4 separate regions of the Sus scrofa genome follow, and all the other regions are linked to region 3. A link is a contact called in public HiChIP or PLAC-seq and promoter capture Hi-C data. All regions are on one chromosome and are shown on one strand. Each heading gives the region's core, a stretch centred on a gene start, on an enhancer-like site or on the middle of the called end of the contact. The rest is flanking DNA. Distances are from core to core; before and after follow the strand shown. Region 1 holds the start of PFKFB4 (6-phosphofructo-2-kinase/fructose-2,6-bisphosphatase 4). Region 2 holds the start of SHISA5 (protein shisa-5). Region 3 holds the start of NME6 (nucleoside diphosphate kinase 6). Region 4 holds the start of LOC100156879 (cytochrome b-c1 complex subunit 1, mitochondrial).

Evidence for each region. Promoter capture Hi-C pulls out the DNA fragments that hold promoters and counts their contacts. HiChIP or PLAC-seq counts read pairs in DNA pulled down with a chosen protein or histone mark.
Region 1: a contact with region 3 is called in a promoter capture Hi-C map of fetal skeletal muscle, with 4 times the contacts expected there. The contact joins the promoter of PFKFB4 here to the promoter of NME6 in region 3. A contact is called at or near these places in 3 of 5 promoter capture datasets (fetal liver, fetal skeletal muscle and liver) and 2 of 2 datasets of contacts at active chromatin or transcription factors (alveolar macrophages and skeletal muscle).
Region 2: a contact with region 3 is called in an H3K27ac HiChIP or PLAC-seq map of alveolar macrophages. The contact joins the promoter of SHISA5 here to the promoter of NME6 in region 3. A contact is called at or near these places in 1 of 47 Hi-C or Micro-C datasets (embryonic fibroblasts) and 1 of 2 datasets of contacts at active chromatin or transcription factors (alveolar macrophages).
Region 4: a contact with region 3 is called in an H3K27ac HiChIP or PLAC-seq map of alveolar macrophages. The contact joins the promoter of LOC100156879 here to the promoter of NME6 in region 3.

The regions. Positions count from the first base shown.
Region 1 is chr13:31,258,442-31,261,438 of Sscrofa11.1, forward strand. PFKFB4 (6-phosphofructo-2-kinase/fructose-2,6-bisphosphatase 4) reads right to left here and starts at 1,344. Exons shown (of 14, transcript XM_005669518.3): 1 at 1,231-1,344. The coding sequence starts at 1,294. UCN2 (urocortin-2) reads right to left here. Exons shown (of 1, transcript XM_021070636.1): 1 at 2,755-2,997. The coding sequence ends at 2,755.
Region 2 is chr13:31,204,465-31,207,170 of Sscrofa11.1, forward strand. SHISA5 (protein shisa-5) reads right to left here and starts at 1,260. Exons shown (of 6, transcript XM_021070633.1): 1 at 1,129-1,260.
Region 3 is chr13:31,051,924-31,054,716 of Sscrofa11.1, forward strand. It overlaps NME6 (nucleoside diphosphate kinase 6), which reads right to left and starts at 1,362. Exons shown (of 6, transcript XM_003132178.4): 1 at 1,221-1,362; 2 at 283-379. The coding sequence starts at 372. LOC102162605 (a long non-coding RNA gene) reads left to right here and starts at 1,502. Exons shown (of 4, transcript XR_002337946.1): 1 at 1,502-2,058.
Region 4 is chr13:31,307,430-31,310,130 of Sscrofa11.1, forward strand. LOC100156879 (cytochrome b-c1 complex subunit 1, mitochondrial) reads right to left here and starts at 1,290. Exons shown (of 12, transcript XM_021070638.1): 1 at 1,158-1,290; 2 at 760-900. The coding sequence starts at 1,226.

The DNA of each region.
Region 1 (2,997 bases), core at 94-2,593, 210 kb after region 3:
CCTGTGGCTTTTCCCTCCTTGGGGCCATCCCAGAGTGAGCCAGCCCTCCTGACCCAGGGGTGGGAAACGTGCTGGGATGTCAGTGTGTGCCGCTGTGTGAACACATCCTGCTCAGCTCTTCCCTGCTGAGAACACACCTGGCCTGGCCCTGGAGGGCTCCTGTGGTGCCCTCTGCACTGACCACTGGTCCTTTTCCCAGTGTCCTAGGACTAGGGTGGCCAGAGTCCTCAATCCTCAGTCCTCTATGCTCAAACTCTTCCCAGTCCCTGTATCTGCTGGCCCATCCTGGCCAAACCGCCAAACCACCCTTTGCAGCACTTAGGCCCAGGGACCTCAGTGCACACCACACAGACCCACACACCAGTGCATGAAAGCACAGTGTGCACACAGCCACGAGTGCACATACACACTAACAAGCCCTACACCCGGGGCCAACTGCGTGAGGCCTGCTGCTCTCTGCTGCCTCCCTTTCCCTTTATTCCCCTCCTCCCCTCTCCCTGTACTGCCACCAGAGGTTGGGGAGTTTCCAGGAGTCCCAGCTTCCTCTGGCCATCTCTAGCCAAGGATCTTCCTGAGTCTCCCTGTGTTCAGAGCTCACACAGGGTGTGAGGTTCCAACTTGGGGGTGACCAAGCAGCCCGTGGACCCTGATCTACGCTTGTTGATTTCAGCCAGACACTGGACACACAGTAGGGGCTCGGGGTGACTCAGGACCAGCCAGGGCCCACAGTAAGGGTTCAGAGAGGTTCATGACTGGAACAGAGCACACAGTAGGTGTTTAGGGCAGCTCAGGACCCACACAAGGCACACAGTAGGTGCTCTAGAAATGCTGGTTTAAGGGCTACAGTCACATCATATAAAAAGCTTCCCAAATGGGCCTCTGGAGCTCCCCAGACTGGCATGACCCCGGAGGGAAGACCTGGACAAACATGACCACTTGGAGGCCAGCAAAGGGCAGAGGAGGAGGCCCCCAGGCAGCTCCAGCTGGCTGGCCCTCTCCCTAGGCTGGAGGAAGAAGCTATTTATAGTCCCCCCACTTGGCCCAGCTCCCTCTCCCCTGTAAGGCAACAGTGTTCCCACTCCTCCATGCCACCAAGAGATTGATACTCCCTCAGAGCACCCCTATTCCTGGAGAGACCCCCAACACTCTCACACCCTTTCTAGCACCACCCTCACACCGCCCGGGTCTTTTCCCAGTCCTCCCACCCTCTCCACCGGGCTCCGAGCCTACCCCGCCTGCTGCTCCTTGACCCGAGTCCTGTCAGGGAGTTGCCTCCTTCCGTGCCTCGGTTCATCCTGCAACTGAACTGGCCTGGGCCACCGCCCCCTGCGGCTTGGAGTCGGGCAGCCCCGCCCCCCAGGCTCCGGAGAGGCAGCCTGCCCGCTGGCCCCGCCTCTCCAACCCCTCCTTGGGCCCCGCCTCCACCCCACCCCCCCGGGCTGCTTACAAACTGAGATCTCGTCAGTGCCCCGGCCAGGCAGCCTCACTTCCGACAGTAGTACCTCTCCAGCCAGAGCCGGGTGTCTGCCCTCTGCTCCAGCTGGAGTTGTCTACACTACCCAGACTATCTGCCCCATCTGCAGGCAAGCCTGTCTGCACTCTCCAGGTCAGTCCCATCTCCAGCCCAGCAATAGAGTTGGGATTGTGAGATCAGCCAAAACCCACCCTTTCCACACCAAGGGACGGGTCAGTGAAATTGGGGTGGGGGGAGTGGGCAGAGGGGCAGCGTAGCCAGCTATGACTCCACCCTTGTGTGTCACTGCCTGGTGATTCTTCTCTCTCCCATTCTCTGGTCTCTGCATTTATTGAGCTCTCTCTGCATGTCAGACTGCATCACTCAGTGCTCACAAGACACCTGGTGGCATTACTATGCTTTACAGAGGAGAAAACCAAGGCTTGGAAAGGTGAGTGTGTTTGCCCATTCGACAAAGAAGGGGCAGTTGGGTCAGGAGTCCCAGCAGCCTGAGCTCCTTCTCCTTTAGCCCTGTGTGTCGGGGTGGAGGCTGGGTATGCAGGGGTGTGGTAAGACAGTGCCTGTCTATGTGTTGAGCATGCTTCATGAAGGTTTGAAGGACAAGCACCTGTTCCTCCCAGCCCCCTCACACGCCCTCACCTTGCTCACACATACACACATATGCTCCCACACACAAAGCAAGGCTGCCACAGCCACAGACCTCACACATACGACCATCAATCCATGCTTAGAGATACCCCTGATGGCCCCACTTGTCTGGAGTGGGTGCTGCCTCATTGGGCACAAAAACATGCTTGTGACCCTCCACCAGCACTTCTCTGTGTGGTGACCAGTGAGGGGCAGGGAAGACCCGCGGGTCTAGTCTTGGGCAAGCTGGTCTCCAATGCAGCCATAGACTCTTGTGTTGAGGTTCTTGAAAGAGATATGTCAGTGACCACAAGTGATGTTGTCCAGATGCTCTGTGACTGTGGAACCCAGATGTGACGAGACCATGTGATAGTAACCTTCCATGATAGTGTCCAGGCTGTCCAGACATACTGTAAGTCTGTGGGGCTCCTAGGAAGGGCAAGGCTCCACTTGGTGACCTGACATGGCAACATCCAGGCTGTCCAGACACACTGCGACTCTGTGAAGCACTTTAGGTGATATGACACCACATGGCAGTGACCCCATGTGGTGGAGTCCAGATGCACCATGCCCAGATATAGTACCATCCAGCTCTGCCGCTCCGGGACTCCCCATCTCGGGTGGCTCCAGCATTGTGAGCCCCTCCCTCAGGCTCAGCGGCGACCGACATGGGCCAGGATGCGGGCGTTGGCAGCAGCCTGCTCCCTCACAGCCCTGGCCCGGGCCTGCTCCAGTAAGATCTGCAGGAGGCCGAGAGGGACATCCAGCGAGAGGGTGATGCGGGAGCCAGGGTGGGGGCCAGGGCTGGGGTGCCCCCAAGTTGCAGAGGGGCCTGTGGTGCTGGCTGATGGGCTCTCTGAGGTCACAGGGCAGGGAGTGACCTGGGGAAAGTTCTG
Region 2 (2,706 bases), core at 10-2,509, 150 kb after region 3:
TTAGCGTGTCTCCTCCAACGCCGGGGGCCAGCCTCAGCCGTCTCCAGGAACACCAGGGCCATGAAGGCAGGGAGTAGAGGCTCCCAGCCAACAAACAGAGGCTGAGGGAAGGTGCAGATGGAGGGTCCAGGCCTCCCTGTTGCCACCCCCTGCCCACCCCCACTAAGACCAGGAAGGGAATCCTACCCCAGCCTCTGAGGACCCAATCCCTTGGAACACTAGAGGACAGACCACCCCCCCTTCCCACCATTCCAGGACAGAGCAATGGTGGCAGCTGCCTGGGGTCAGGACAGTGTCAGTTCACACAGGTGAGAGGCTGGGCAGAAGAGACCAGTCGTGGGGTTGGCTGACGACCTCAGAGTGATTAGAGGTCCGCTGGCGGCCCTACGGGGACAGGGCTGCCTGGGCTGGTTCCAGGGACGGCGCGCCGCGGCTGCCCCCATCCCTTCCCAGGACAAACCCCCGGCCACCCGCCAAGGCTCACCACCCGGAGGCGGCGGTAGCAGCAGCAGCAACAGCAGCAGCAGGATCCGAGGCGCGGGGGCTGAAGTGGCCATGGCTGGGCTGGCGGGCGGACTGACGGTCGCGGTGCGGCCTCAGCCTCTGCGACCCGCGCGGCGCCCCGCCCCGGCCGTTCCGGGAACCCCGCCCGGGAGGCAGAGGAGGGGAGGGCGAGGGAAGGAAAGGAAGCGGACGCCCCTCCCAGCCTCCAGGCCAGGCACACGTTAGGTGTTGGTTCCCCGGAGCGGGTTCCGCCGACGGGCACCCGGCGACCACCAAAGCTGCCTTTTGCTCTCAGGGCCCTGTCCGCCCACACCGCCAGTCCCTGTCCCGGGGTCCGGAGAAGGTCTCCTCGGGGATCTGCGTCCTGGTCCTTGAGCTTCTGCTGGGTGCTGCCGGCAGGCCCGGGTGCTGGGCTCAGAGCCCTCCCCCGCCCCGCACTCGCCCGGGGGAATACTCCCCAGAGGTACTTTAGGGTGAAGTGGGGTGGTGTGGCAAACCTCTGCACACAGTAGGCGCCTGACAGATGCTGGTTCCTGTTTGGATGCCTAGTTCAGAAGCTTCCCAGGACTCCAGCTCTGAAGACACTCCTCCTGGAGTGACCCCCTATGCCCTTGTTCACCCTACCTTGAGTCCAGGTAGGCTCACCCCTGTGTCAGGGCAAGCTTGGCTCCAATGGCCTGGTTTGAGGGTTAGGAACTGGCAGCTCCAGGCACACATTAGGCCACCACCTGGCTCAGAATGGGGCCAGTTGGCCCCAATCACTGCTGCCAGAACTAGGCTCTCAAAGACACCATTAGATGGGGCCACGGCTAATAGGCCTCAGATGCCCCCTCACTGTGGGTCAGGGTATAACAGAGCAGGACCATATGGGGCCTTCCTAGGACAGATCCCTCCTCTGCTTTAGTTCCTCTGGCAAGTACCTAGATAATAATATCTGGTGCACATTTCCTGAGTTGTTTTATAGATGCTAAGCATGTAGCCCTCCCCGCCCACCCCTGGCCTAATGGCCACTTTGATTGCTTGACAGTTAACAGCTGTGATACTACCCTGTTACCTCACCATCAACGAATCAGAGAATTGTGCACAGCTGATCACCTTCCCTGTGACTTGACTCCCCTCTCTGGCTTTTAATAAAAATGCTTTGCTAAATCCCATGGGGAAATTAAGATGTTTTGAGCACCAGCTGCCCCAGGTACCTTGCTTGGTGCCTGTCAATAAATGCTGCACTTTCCTTCACCACAGCCTAGGCTCAGTAGATTTGCTTTACTGCACACAGGCCAGTGGGCTGTAGCTTTGATAACAAGGGATCCTTACATAGCCAGGGCTGGGAAGCTGGACTACTGTCTTAGTCCCTTGGGGCAGCTATAACCAAACATCTCAGACTCAGTGGCTTATAAACGACAGACATTTGTTTCTCACCATTCTGTAGACTGGGAATTCCAAGATCAGGCTGTCAGCATATTCTGTGTTGGTTTAGAGCCTGCTTTCTTGTTCTCAGATGACCTCTGTTTCCAGGAGGCAAGGGAGCTCACTGGGGCCTCTTTTTCCTTTTTTTTTTTTTTTTTTTTTTTTTTTTTTTTTTTTTTTTTTTGGTACACCTGCAGCTTGCAACACAAGTTCCAGGGTCAGGGATTGAACTCAAGCCCCAGCAGTGACGACAATGCTGTATCCTAACCGGCTGAACAAACTGGGAATTCCTCACTGGAGCCTCTTTTATGAGTGCACCAATCTCATTCATGAGGACTCCACCTTCACGGTCTACTCACCTCCCCAAGGCACCGCCTGCAAATACCATTACTGTGGAATTAGCCTTTAAAGTTGGGAGGACACAAACATCAGTCTATGACAAGCATTCTTTTTCGGCCCATGTTTCTGAGCTTCTCTGCACCCTGCTCCCGCCACAGGTATACTCATTATATAGCAGAAAACATGAAGTGTCACACTAACTTGAGCCACTGTGTACACCCTGAGTGCCACCTCGTGTAACAAGAGGTAAGGCCTCAGGAGACAACCGGGATATCCTCAGGGTAGTCCTTGGCCAGCGTAAGAATAGGGAGGGAGGGCTTAGGTCCTCCATTGTCCCCCTCACCACCTGGCTGGGAAGGGTACAAACTCAGCATGTTCAGCACACAAATGGGGGCAGAGGTGTGACCGCTCGGTGTGACCTGTGACGGAGCATGATGAGGGGCCCTCCCTGACACA
Region 3 (2,793 bases), core at 112-2,611:
TTAAGCTACTAAGTAATCTGTTATGCAGCAGTAGAGAACTAATATACACACACTGTCTTCAGGTTTGGTTCTTATTGTATTGCATCCTCTCTTATATTTTATATCTGCCACAATTCTCCAACAGATTTTTAGTCTCTGTAGTGTAAGAGGCCATGGCATCTAGCTTTGCCTCCACACCATCTAGCACAGAACTGTGTTGTCAGTCTTCACAAGTGGCGCTCCAGCACCTGAAACAGAAGCAGTGCCCAGGGCACAGAGTAGAGGCTTAGGACTTGTTCTTACCTCTAGAATCAGTGGGTGAGCAACTGCATCAGGCTTTATCAGTGCCAGAGTGAGCTGGAGTGCCTGAGGGCTCCGCAAGATCGAAGTCATCTCCCTCCTGCCATGAAGAGAGCCAGATTGGAGACCCATCAGTGCTGCATTCCCCACCTTTCCCACTCTGGAGCCTTTAAGTCAACCAGGGCTCTCACTCCTAACTCATAAAGCAGATGACAGTTACTTAGTATTTAATTGCTCATTTGGGCTCATGAGATGGAGAGAAGGGAGTGGTAGGGGGACCATTCAAGTTGTGCAATTCATAATCTGGCTTGTGCAACTGTAAACCTAGGAAGGAGTTACCCATTCAGAAGTTCAAATTTAAACACTACCTGTCTCTGCCAGTACTCCCATCAGAGAATTTATAATTTACATTCCCAAACAGCCTTGCTACAAGGGTACAAAAACTGTTCCCACAGTATTTGTTAATTAATGAATCTGATCCACCTATTCCAAAGCCAGGGTGCTGGGAGCTATTCTGGGGAGGCAGTCCTAAGGCCAGCTAAATTATGCCTGTCCTGGCTCTTGGTTTACAGCAAATGCTGAAAGGTCGAGAAACTCGCTCAACTTAAACTCGCGCCATTAGACAATTACAAATTTTAGAAGCTGCCTGGGCGTTTGCCCCCACAAGGGTGCCTAGGTCTCTGCTTCCCGGAGGGCGCCAGCCACGCCCCTTGTCCTCCCAAGTGCCTCCGGAACCTGCAGCCCTTCTCCTCCCACCGACACCCGAGGCTCCGCCTTCCAATACCGCAGGCTCCCAGCCTCAGCTTTTGGCAGCGCCTCCTTCCCTCTCTGCTCCTCCGTTTCTCTAGGCCTGCAGCCACGCGAACCGGCCGAGGCCTAAGCCACCCCAGATTCTGGTCTATTCAGAGTTCCAGTCCAGCTGGAGTTCGGGTCCGAGTCACCTGGACCTCCCCGCGCGGCCACCAGGCACTGCGATAGCTGGCCTTGCCGACTAAGCGGGGTCCTTCAGGCGTTCGGCCGGGCAGCCCTCCGTGGGGTCCTTGCCGTGAGGACGCGAGCGCCCTTGGAGTGAGGTATGGCGATGTGCCAGCCAGTCTGGAAGGCCCTGCTGCGGCAAGGACCGCCCCCAGGTGGCCCAAGTGTCTCTACTGCACTTGCCCCGTACCGGATGAGGCAATGAAGTCGTCTCGGGCGGAAGCTGCTCTTCCTAGCTGTCTCGGGCGCCCTCCAGCGGGAGGAAGGGCCAGGGCCGCAGCCCTGAGCGGGGAGGTGGCACGGGGAGGACAGGATGGGCGTTCCAGAGTGGCGTTGCCCAACTCGCTCTCTGTTTTATTTTTAGTGTAAGGTAGTGCCTGGCGCATGGTTGGTGCCCAGTATTTGTCGGAAAAACATGGGTGGCAAAGAACTTGGTCGCCGGATCTCGAGGGCAAACTGCAGCCATTGGAAGTCTTGAGCACAGAGAGATACGTGGACGGGAAGGGCCATAGAATCCCAATATGGGGTTGGTGAGGGAGGATTCTTGACTGAAAGGATGTTCGCAGGTCTTGAGGGAAACTAGTCGTTAAGGCCTTTGAACATGTCGCTAAGGAATTTGAGATAGGATTGGAGTGGGGTTACCCTGGTGTTTGCTGAAGCAGTCCAGGGCGAGGAGGTGAGAAATAGAGGTGTTCATGGTGTATCGTCTAATGTATGGAAAGGGAACAGTGGCAGATTGAATAACGGTAGTAAATTTTGTTTCTTGGAGAGAAGCACTAAATTTGAGAAGAGTGAAAATAAGCGGTAAGTATTATCAATTAAAAAATGTTTAAGCCGACTTTGTGCCTGCATGTACAGGTGTTGCACTGTTGGAATGTTGGAAGGACGTTCTGTAGTTCTGCAGCTTCTTTCCACGGGTGTCTTTAGAAAAGTCCATGTCTTACCCTCTGGCTAGCGAAGAAGGCACGTGTCCATTTCTGCCCTCAGGGGATGAGAGTAAACTTACCGTGTCCCATTGACCAGACCGCTGGTTTTAGCTTTTTTCTCAGATACATAAGGTCCAACTTTGTTTCCTACTTTTATTTTCATTAACATACCTTTGGGATATAGGGATTTTGCCAATTTTTAGGCTGTGGTTATTATTTCACCTTTTCTGTGTGTCTCTCTTACAAACATTGTAGAAGGCTTTATCTCCATATTTTATAGTGGCTTTGACTATCCTCAAAAATAAGCCTGTATAATGAAAGTAATAGCAGATGTGATTTTAGGGGAAGACTCAATAAAAAACACCTTTTTTTTTTTCCCCCTAAACTTGGGCTCAGAACAGAAATAGAGGAATGGTGGGTAGGTGGAGACCAAACATCAGCTTAATTAATACTGATGGAGCTGTTGGAGAATGTCACTTAATGCATCTGCCTTCTAACTCTGCACTATCCAAGACCAATACCTAGTCTCTTATAAGCCTCTCTTAAAACAATAGAAAGAACAAAAAGAATCCATATAGTTGGCAGGACATATAAATTATCACAGCATTGCCCC
Region 4 (2,701 bases), core at 40-2,539, 260 kb after region 3:
CATGTGGAGCCTGGGATGAAGAGAAGGATGGCTTCCCGAGAATCTTCTCTCCTGTGTATCTAGCCAAGATTTCAATTTTGAGTTGATTTTGAGGTTTTCTGTTTTCAGAAAACCTATCTATTTAACTGGAATCTTCTGCAATACAATTCTTTTTTTTTTTTTAGGGCTGCACCCACAGCATATAAGTTCCCAGGCTAGGGGCTGAAGTGGAGCTGCAGCTGCCAGCCTATGCCACAGGCACAGCAATGACAATGAGCCCCCATCTGTGACCTACACTGCAGCTCACCACAACACAGGATCCTTAACCTACTAAGCCAGGCCAGGGATGGAACCTCGTCCTGGTGGATAGTAGTTGGCTTCATAACCACTGAGCCACAACTCCCTGCAATACAGTTCTGGTCTAGCCAAGAGATTATGATTTGGGGCCATGAGGCTGGCGAATGTAATGTCTCTGAACTCCATCTTCCTCATTGAAGAATCATTCCTCTCATATGGGCTGCTTAAGAAAAAACTAAAAAAGAACTTGGCCTTCTGATTGGCAGGCATCCTATGCTAAATGAGTGTAGGTTATAGTGAGGATTGCCTCCCAGAAACCAAGGCGTGGCTAGGATAGAGATTGGGATAGGAGGTCAATGCAGCGATGACTGTGAGGAGTCTGACCCAAACCACAGGGCATTTGAGCCCAAGGTCACACCTCGACCTGGGAAAAGAGGCCAGGCCCAACATGGAGACACCTTCCCGAGAGCCGACTCCACTCACCGTGCAGGTAGGCTGGGAGGACTGCTCCGAGGCCACTCTCAGCCCGTTGTCCAGCTGGCTGACCTGCGTCTCTGGCACGCTCTGGAGAGCTTGGGCATAGGTGGCGGTGCCCCGCAACGCAGGAGACCTCAGCAAGGCCGGCTGCTGGAAAGGGGAGAGTGGGACTAACAAGAACTGTGCTGGGGGAACGCTTTTCAGCTCCCAAGGCCTCAGTGGGATCCCCGCCCCGGCCCCGAGGATCAGCCGTGGGGCTCACATCCCCGCCCTCGCTGTGACCTTCCCACGGCCCTGACCCCGCGACCTCCTCTTCTGCGACCCGCCGCCGCCAACAACCCGCTCCACGTCTGCGTTCCGAAGGCCCGCGACCCCATTGCTCTGCGCTCTCATTGTTATCTCACCGAGCGGCAGGTGCGCAGCAGCACTCGACTGCCGGTGCCGGCCACCCGGCAGACCGCGGAAGCCGCCATCTTCTAGCTCCAGTAGCCACTAGACCACGCCACGCATGCGTAAAGTGAACAAGGCGGCGCGCGGAGCGCAGGCGCAGTACCGCAGACTTGGCGCTCGGTCGCCCCCTGGCGACGGAGACAGGGGCGCTTCACTCGCGGCTTGCTGTCCACGGGTACCTGTGACCGTCAAACCGCTTGGCTTTCCACCGTTCGGCTCAGGTCTGTTCTCAAGATAGTCCATCTTCCCCCTTCACCCGTTGGGAGCAGAGCGCTGGATGTTCTCACAGACCGTGGGCGCCCCGGCTCCATTGAATGTTGGGAACGGTGGGGGGTAGGGGGCGCATCCGCTGCATGTTGGCGAATCGCAACCTCACGGCTAAAGCACTGGCACAGAACCTGGGACTATCAGGCTGCTACGGACAGTCATGGTTTTCTTTTTTAAAGGTATGAAGTAAAATCAACTATACGCCAGTGTAAAATAAAAATTAATAAAGGCATGAAATAAATTCAGATGGCTGACATTAAAATAATTTAACAATATTTTGCTAAGAAAGAAGGAGCAGTTTGAGAGACTAATTTGTAAAAAGGAGTCCTTGTTTGGAAAGCAAAACACACAAAACAAATGACAAATGACGTGCTTTCTCTAACAGGATACGTAGAAAAAAATCTGGAGGAACTCATTCTAAACTTTCAGCCTGGTGACTTCCAGAAAATGAACTCAGGAAGGGAAAAGAGGCTACCATTTTTATATTTCTGTATTTATTTGAATACATAATTTAAAATTTTTACGAAAAGATGTTTGTCGCTTTTGAAATAAATGCATACCTCGAAGGAGTTCCGGCTGTGGCACGAGGGGATGGGCAGCCTCTTGGGAGTGCTGGGGGTGCAGGTTAAATTCCCACCTTGCCTGGCCTGGCCTGGTCTGTGGCACAGGTTGTGCAGCACTCAGATCTGATCCCTGGCAGGGAACCCCATATAACGGCCACCAGGTGGCCAAAAAAGGAAAAAAAAAAAAAAAAGAAAAAGAAATAATAGCATACCTCCAAACTCCTTTTACAGGTATACATGATTTTTTGTGACCTTTCAAAATATCAAAGTCAAATTTTCTATTATAAAAATCAGACAAAAGATGCTTAAATATATGTTGGAGTTCCCTGGTGGCCTAGCAGTTGACCATCTGGCATTGTCACTGATGTGGTTCCAGTTCTTGCTGGAGGGAGCTGGGAGGGGAAAGGGGGGGAGGGGAGCAGGTTTCCATCCTTGGCTGGCAACTTTTGCATGTTGCTAAAGGTTCTCAGGCTAGCAATCGGAGCTGCAGCTGCAGGCCTGCACAACAGCTCACAGGCTGCAGTGGATCTTTAACCCACTGAGCAAGGCCAGGGATCGAACCTGCATCCTCATGCATGCTAGTTAGATTTGTAACCTGCTGAGCCACAAGGGGAACTCCCAGCTAAAATTATGTTATGATCTAGATATGAAAAATAAAGTGAAATAGA